2 separate regions of the Zea mays genome follow, and region 2 is linked to region 1. A link is a contact called in public Hi-C data. All regions are on one chromosome and are shown on one strand. The core of a region is the stretch at or near the end of the contact, and the rest is flanking DNA. Distances in the headings are between cores, read along the strand shown. Region 1 holds the start of LOC103647788 (SUMO-activating enzyme subunit 2). Region 2 holds the start of LOC100281873 (exodeoxyribonuclease V).

Region 1 (4,291 bases), core at 670-3,169:
CTACCACGAAAGGCATGCTCCATATCTCTAGGAACAATGGCTCTTACATGTGTACCATCAATAGCTCCAATACAATCCTAGTTTAAGGGCAATACAAGCATGAAACATTAGGGGCCATATGTGCAACATGAATATAGACCTAAAAACAAAAGAGTGATAAGTTTCACACCTTAAAATACGGATCCCATCTGTAGTTCCCTGCTATTTTGGTTGGAGTGTCCAATGAAGGTGGCCTAATTAGTTCCCCACGTAGCTCACCAATTGCACGAAGAACTTTATTGAAACATCGACTAACTGTTTCCCTAGATCTACCAAAATTCGTGCCAATCAACCTATTTCTAAGGTTATGCCCAACTGTATTTAGAAACATGGCCACTTGTTGTTCAACACACATATGAATAGTGTCCTGAAGTAAACCACGCTCTCTAAAATGTTTAGTTAGGTGAAAGAAACAAGCCCTTTTCATTCTAATCATGTTTATACATGTTGTGTCATCCCTCCAAATCTTTGTGTTGAGATATTCAATTCTAGTTCTATCCCTTTCATGCATTGGTGCATAGGTAATCCCAGTCCTCCTTGCATTTCGTTTTCTTTTTCTAGAATGAATAATCATAGCCATCATTGACAGTAATATATGTGCAGCAGCAACACAAACTATAATCTTGGTCTTCTTATCCATCTACATGTAAGCATCAAATCCAAAAAAAAATATATGGCATGTCATGATGAATCTGGAATCATATCAATATTTGGGGAAATAATCTCAAGCAAACAGCAATCATGTAGAATTGATATATAGGTGTACAATCAAGTGTTCATGCAAACTGTCCATAATAACAAAATATAAGTGTTAACTGCATGTATGCATCGGACTTGTACCTAAAACACATTCAACATATTTTTTCCCTGCTGAACATTACATTAATCAAAATATAAGTTTTTATAAGTTAATTTATCTACTCCTATATATTTCATACTTTTGTTATACATTTTTATCTTTTTCCTATTTTTAGTTTAATAGACATTATAGTACGCATGAATCTACGATTTCATTTCTTAGATATGGAATATCGCTCTTCTTAATTGAGCTTATTTTTCCATGTGAAGATCGGATATTATTCTCTGAACCTATAACATGGCAAATCAATCCACTACAGACTACAGTACTACTGATGTTGTGGCGAATCAATCCTACTACCTACAAACTAAGTACTACTCGTGATATCAGTCCACCAAAAATCAATCAGACTAGCACCAAAAATCAATTAGACTACAGTACTACAAGATCTAGAACTCTAGGTGCAGCGTGGATGGACATGGCACCCGGGATCTGGAACTTCAGGTGCAGCGTGACCTCCAGGTGCCTGCTTTCCTGTTCGGGCGACCGTCCAGGCGAGGGACACAAGGCGACGTGAGCAGAGGGAGCAGAAGCAGCAGCGTCGGATGCGAAGCAGAGCAAGAAGAAGCAGAGCTGCGGCGTGCTCTCCACGTCGGCTGCTACCACCACACCGCCGCAGTACGAGCATAACTCGGGTGCCTGGTACGTCGCCACCACGCCCAGGGATGGAGGAGGAAGAGGAGATCAGAGGGGAAGAGGAGAGTAGAGGGGAAAGGGGACTCACCGCTCGTGAGGGGCCTTGTCCCACTCTGCACTTGGAGTTCGCCGCTCGCCGGCCAGCGGGGTGAAGGAGCCGGATCTGAGGATGAGAAGGGCTCGTGAGGGGCTTTGTCCCAGGGAGGACGCAATTGTCCGTCCGATTCAGAGGGATGAATAGGGACAATATTCTAGTGATAGTATTTTTGTGGGGATGGTCCCGTCTCAGCCTTGACTCACAACCAAACACTCTAGTGTGTGGGATGGTCCTGTTCCATCTCGTCCTGACCCGCAACCAAACACATCCTTAAAAATCTAGGTGGAACCAAACGTGCCTTAAATGCCGCATCGAGCCTGGCACGACGGCTGACCAGCGGGCAGCGGGCAGGCTGGGCTGCCCAGGCCCCACCGCCCCAGGCAGGCAGCACCGCAGTCCGCAGCAGCCACCCGGACAGCATCCCTTTGGCAGCCCGCCGTTCCCTCCGCGTCTCCCTGGCACGAAATTGCCCAAACCGCTCTCCCTCTCGCCCCAACTTCCCATCCGCACCCCCAAACCCCACCTCACTCAAAACCCTCGCCGTGCCCCTACTGCGCCCCCCCCCCCCCCCCCCCCCCCGATGTCCGCCGCCGCGTCCTCGGAGGAGGCCGTCAAGGTGAGTGACGGGCCCCGTCGTGCACTGTCGGATTTCGGTTGCGCCTGCGCGCAGGGATGATTCGTTAACGTTTTTCCCTGGTGTGTGCGCGTGCGTCTGGGTGCGCGGGCATGCAGGCATCGAAGGTGCTGATGGTCGGGGCGGGAGGCATCGGCTGCGAGCTGCTCAAGACGCTCGCGCTCTCCGGATTCAGCGACATACACATCGTGAGTCTCCGTTTCGTTTTGACATCAACGCTGTGTTTAGGTTTACTGCCTCGTTTTGCTCCAACCAGTGCTTCATATATATTGTATGCATCTCGTTCATTTTTTATTAATCATGTCCTAGAAATGATGTTCGTACCTAGGAGGATCGGATCAAAAGCTGCCACGGCATTAATCCATGATCGGAATGCTCGACACCAATATTGGGAACCATCCACAAATGTGTCAAGTATTTCTCACCAATTTCTCAAATATAATTGCGCCTAAAAATAAAGGACTAATAAATACTTCACCGGACATACATCGTTCGTCAAACACAAGACATCTCATTGTTTATTATTCAATATATTGAGTAGGACACTACTCAATATAGATTCACCACAGACACTTAAATGTATGAAATCAACCATGAAAGCAAGATCAGATATCACACTCACATTATTCGATTGATGCTTGCCTTTCATATATCAAGGCATAAAAAGGTATAAAGGTAGCTGTCGGAGAGAAAACATCTCCGGCCAGGTGGCGTAACACACTCGCCCTGATCCTAAGACGAGGAGGGGGCTTAGGGATTTGTCTGGCTAGTTGGATGAACTTGAGAACACAAGGGTTAGAGTGGTTCGGGCCGTCGGAGCGTAATACTCTACATCCACTGTGAGTTGTATTGCTTGAGAGTCTCTCAGTCAGTCTGTGTTCGTCTGTCCGTTTGTTAAGACCCTCTGAGAAGCCTTGAGTTCGTTTTTCCTCCGTCCTCCCCTACCGTGTGTGCCCTCCCTTTTATAGCGCGAGGGGGGGGGGGGTGCGTCCACGAAGCGCGGGAAAAATGCCGTGACTTGTTACTATTTCTGGCCTGATTCCATAGAATCTGCAAAATGATCATTAACGCTGTTATTGTAGACCCTGGTTTCAATATCGCCCTCAACATAGACAGCAGAACTGACATAAGGTGAAAGAAAAAATATAACAGCATCCGTAGCGAAAAAGATTGATATAGTTGTATTCAAGGTAAAATGAAGATTTTATTTATTTAAACCACATACTCCTTCACCAGCTTCTGAACAGCATAAGCACCTAGGTGGTCATTATGGACAGCTATGTGGTGCCACTGAGCTGGCTTTGGCAAATCCTTAGGCCCAATTACCCTCTCGTCAAACATGCCACTCATACCAACAGTAAAAACAGTTACTGCATGCCCATTCCTTGATTTTTTTGCGTAGGCACTTGTCCAACTTCGCCACCTAGCAAAAGGAAAACAGATTAAAATTGTAAAATAGTGCTCCTCAAAAACAAAACAACATGCAGAATTTCATATAAAAGATATATGATGTCCAGTTTCTATGTCCATACCCTGTGCACGCCACGAAACTCCCAGTCCTTATTGGTATCTACACTTTGGGGTTGTAACTCTCTTTTTGAATCTGGACAGTTATCATCATATTCCATAATCCATATCACCCTTCTCATCAAGGTCAGAGAAAGAAACAGTAGAGATCAGAACTCGTGATTGTCTGCAGAAAACTACAGAAAGGTTCAATATATCTTGCATGTTAGTGTAAATGTATATATCATATAAAATGATTGACCAGTGATCACAGTTTCCATGTTACTATGTCAGATTGTCAGGTGAAACCTGTGAGTAACACTGAACCAAACACCTACCTGTTGAAATCCTTTTGCTGTTCGATGACCCCCTCAAACTCGTCAACAATCTGGTGTTGTCACCAGTCATGGTGAATTTACATGAACAGATAAAATGAAGAAGATATAACCACAAACAAAATAATGGGATTTTTTATGTTTTATTTTGAACTTAAAGAAAACATCAGAGCAACTTTGTTCAA
Region 2 (4,291 bases), core at 940-3,439, 320 kb after region 1:
TACAAAGAGCGTTATCTAATTTCCGGAAGTTCGTGTGACTCAAAGGAATTAGAACGTTACCTTCATGAGGGCTAGTTTCTCCACTGCTAGGGCAGGTATAATTCTGAAAGTATAGATCAGTTTTCCAAGTATAAAAGACAGTATGATAGAATTTTGAGTTTTTAATCATAAATACAATTAAAAAACAATAGAAGAGTCTATTTCTTATATTTTATTAATCGATATCTTAGAAACATTTCAAAAGACCATATATTAAATATGACCATACTTGCCCTCAGTTGCGATATGAACAGGGAAATCAATCCACTGCATCTCCCATGTCAGGACTCCTGTAGTAATTCATGATCGCTGTCAGAGTTGTTTGTCTAGTCCAGCCCTACGTCCATGTAAGTATGGTTAATAATGAGATATAAATTTTACACTATAAAATGTAAGGATCAGATCGTGTTAGGATTGAATTCTATTTCTATTCAATAGAAATAAAGAAACACTTGGATCATGATATATTTGGATCATAATTTAGAACCCTAGCAATTTATAGAGAAACATTTAAATCATGATACATTACCACCCCTGTGTGTACGCGAGTGCTGCGCCGCCATGGCGAGACAAGACCCAGAGACATCTGTTTGTCATTTAACATAACCTGCGAGGTTTCGAAGTCAAACAGAGTACAGTTGGTCAGTCAGTAAAAAAGGGGGGGGGGGGGGAGAGAAATAGCTGCAACCATGGGAATCAGGCGATGATTAATCAAAGAGCTATCTCCTTTGAGAAGTCATTACGCACCGCTTCACTCCATTTCCATTGAGTCAGTCGGAGTCAAGGCTCGAGAGGAAGGATGCCGCGCTGTTTAGTGCTAAGTGACGCAGCCACCTCGCAGAGGCAGAAGCGCACAAGGTCAAATACACAAATCAATTTTAAAGAGGCAGGAGCCCGGTGTGAGTACGTGCGGCAGCAACAGCCGCGTTGGTTGGCGTTGCGTTGGTGTTGTTTCCCTTCTTCTCGTCATTGGTCAAGCGCGGTGTACTTTCTTCACCTCGCTGTAGAGTGACGCGAGCAAAAGGCTCACTCGCTTAGTCGCTTTTTGCTCTCGCTCTCCATGGCTCCTCCACCCATCCATGGTTGGTGCCTTGGTGGTCGCCGTGGCCCGTGGTCGTTTCAGACGTTCTCCCCGTGCAGGAGGCTGGATCCCTTTTGGGTAGAGGCGAGCGGAACTGTTCTCGAGCAAAAAAGACCCCAATGGTTGCGTGAACTTTTGGCCCTGTGTTCTCGGTCATTGGTTAGTAATTTGGAATCGGAACACCGAACACGCGTAGGATCTTGGGCTAAGTGGGATTTTCAGACGACCGCGAGTCCGCGAATGCTTCTGCTGCCAGTTGGTAGTTTCGTATTCTATGGCCTACTGGTCTACTGGGCACGTACAGTAGAGAGCAAGTACAGTAATATATCAGAATCGCATTTCCCTCGTGGCACTTTGTGCCCCCACAAGCCTGACACTTTACGGCAATTTGTACAGCACAAAAAAGATATTAGTTCCCCTTAGTAAAGAAAAAAAAACAGTTTTAACTCCAACTCCAAGCAGCGATTTGGTGCTACAGGAGGAGTAGCCAACTACACAATGTTGAGTCAGTTAGCTAACACTGTAGTCTCCCTGCATCTCAGGTAATCTATCGGCTTGGAATGCCAATGCTTTGCCAAATCCAGACCAGAGCTTCAACAACGCTCCATGCTGGCTTGTAAAGGATAGGTTGGATTCCTCAGGCGAGTCACTCACTGCTATGCGGGCCCGTAAGGGTAAGGCCGTAACGCCATGTAAGCCAGTAGCCAGCTGCCAGCCCACCACCCGAGACAGCCCAGCGTGGTGCACGCCAACGTGGACCTGTCCCGACCCGCAAGCGCCCTGCCGCCCTCACGTGCACCCCTCGCCCGTACGCACGCGCGCGGACGGGGTCCATCTCACGTGTCACGTCGGGCGGTCTGGTCCCCTGCCGAGGCACGATCCAACGGCGGGCGCGGGGCGCCCCACGCTGTGTCTCACAATTGGACTCGTCACGAGGCGGACAAGCACCGGTCGATATGGATCTGACGGCAGCAGTTGCCGGTAGAGGATGAAGCCGACAAAAAAGTTAAAGGGTGGATTAGTTAACGCGAGAGGGTTAACCCCGCCCGACCCATCCCTATTTCATTCGCTGGTCGCGTCGCCACCGCTCGCTCGCCCGCCTCCCCATCCAATTCCAAACGCAAAGAACCGAATTCCATTCCCCACTCGGGCTCCTCTGCCGTCCTCCTCCTCGCCTCGCCTTCCGGCATTTGCTCCAGCTCTTAGACCAGCCGCGCAATACGAGGCTGCCGAAGGGGATGGAGTCGGACGCGTCCACCTCGCCGCGGCGGCGCAGCACGAGCTGCTACAGCGACAGCGGGGACTCCTCCTGCTCCGAGCCCTTCAGCGAGTGCGGCAGCGACGACCTCTCCTTCACGCCCGCCGCGGGCATCCACCGCCTACTGCTCTCCTGCGCGTCCGAGGCGTCGGAGGACGCCATCTCCTCGCTCGTGGCGGAGCTGGAGCGCCCGTCGCCGTCGCTGGACTCGCTCCGCCGCGCGGCGATGGAGCTCCGGCTGCTGGCCAAGCACAACCCGGACAACCGGGTCCGCATCGCGGCGGCGGGCGGCGTCCGGCCGCTCGTCAGGCTGCTGGCGCACGCGGACCCGCTGCTGCAGGAGCACGGCGTCACGGCGCTGCTCAACCTCTCCCTCTGCGACGAGAACAAGGCGGCCATCATCGAGGCGGGGGCGATACGGCCGCTGGTGCGCGCGCTCAAGTCCGCCGCGTCGCCCGCCGCGCGGGAGAACGCGGCGTGCGCGCTGCTCCGGCTGTCCCAGCTCGACGGCGCCTCCGCGGCGGCCATCGGCCGCGCGGGCGCCCTCCCGCTGCTGGTCTCCCTCCTCGAGACCGGCGGCGCGCGGGGGAAGAAGGACGCCGCCACGGCGCTGTACGCGCTCTGCAGCGGCGCGCGCGAGAACCGGCAGCGCGCCGTGGAGGCCGGGGCCGTGCGGCCCCTGCTGGACCTCATGGCCGACCCGGAGTCCGGCATGGTGGACAAGGCCGCGTACGTCCTCCACTCCCTCCTGGGCTCCGGGGACGGCCGAGCCGCCGCCGTGGAGGAAGGCGGCATCCCCGTCCTGGTCGAGATGGTGGAGGTCGGCACCTCGCGGCAGAAGGAGATCGCCACGCTCTGCCTCCTGCAGATCTGCGAGGACAACGCCGTCTACCGCACCATGGTCGCTCGCGAGGGCGCCATCCCGCCCCTCGTCGCCCTCTCCCAGTCCTCCTCCGCCCGCACCAAGCTCAAAACCAAGGTACACACACACACACGCCACGTCTCGCATTATTCCCCGCATTCAACAGAAATATCCAATCAATTCGCCCGTCTCAGCTTAACTCGCAAACTAATGCGCTTCCGTTTTTTCCCCCGATTGCGCAGGCGGAGTCGCTGGTCGAGATGCTGCGGCAGCCGCGGAGCCCGAGCCTCCGCGCGCGACCAGCGGCGGTGGTTGCGGCGGAGTGACGGCCTCCTTCCCAATCATCCCCCCCACTTGTCTTCTTCGGCGAGACGAGCCGGCGCCGGTCGTCCGGCCGGCCGGCGTGCGCGTGTAAATACCAAGCACAGCGTGTTTGCGTCCGCCAGCGAGTGTACAGTTTCCTCAAGCGAGATGTCGTCCGGACGATCGAAGAAGTATCTAGTCTCCTTGTAATTTCTTCCACCCAAACCTTCCGTTTGCTCCCCTTCCGCCTCCACTTTCCACCCACTTTGGGTGTGTGTGTGTCTGCAGCGAAACTTCGAAAAAAAAGCTTCGAATTCGCGTGTGCCCGCGTGGGCTGGGCTCTGTGCTTCTGCTAGTCGCAGGCTCGCAGCAGTGTGTACGTGCGCGCGCTACGTCAGGAAATCAACTTGGTTTTCCGATCTTGTGGTGGAGACCAGCAAGAAAAAGGCTACGTATTCTCTATTCTGTTCTCGGGTTGGCTGGGGGGACCTGCAACTGCAATCGGGATTGGATGATTCCGCGGTTCCGCTGTGGTGGCTGCGGTTTATTACCCACCAGCCACGACCGTCGTCCATCGGCACCGGCCGGCCGGGTCCCTGCTCCGTGGCACGAACGGCGCCCGTCGGGTCGTTCTTCGTTGGCCGTGAGACTTGGTAAATCGGCAACCTTTACCGGTTCAACCGATCGCGATAGCTCGAGCTATTCTAGTGCCATCTTTGTCACCTACTACTCGACTACTCCCTCGCTT

The links. A called contact is a pair of places that touch in the nucleus more often than the background predicts.
Region 2: a Hi-C map of leaf shows a contact between it and region 1, with 4 times the contacts expected there. The contact joins the promoter of LOC100281873 here to the promoter of LOC103647788 in region 1. A contact is called at or near these places in 3 of 25 Hi-C or Micro-C datasets (ear, leaf and tassel).

Annotation. Positions count from the first base shown.
Region 1 is chr2:215,026,906-215,031,196 of Zm-B73-REFERENCE-NAM-5.0, forward strand. LOC103647788 (SUMO-activating enzyme subunit 2) reads left to right here and starts at 1,920. Exons shown (of 11, transcript XM_020548590.3): 1 at 1,920-2,247; 2 at 2,364-2,453. The coding sequence starts at 2,212. LOC109944607 (a long non-coding RNA gene) reads right to left here and starts at 258. Exons shown (of 2, transcript XR_002267718.2): 1 at 170-258; 2 at 1-77.
Region 2 is chr2:215,350,400-215,354,690 of Zm-B73-REFERENCE-NAM-5.0, forward strand. LOC100281873 (exodeoxyribonuclease V) reads left to right here and starts at 2,190. Exons shown (of 2, transcript NM_001154793.2): 1 at 2,190-3,357; 2 at 3,483-3,984. The coding sequence starts at 2,359. The coding sequence ends at 3,566.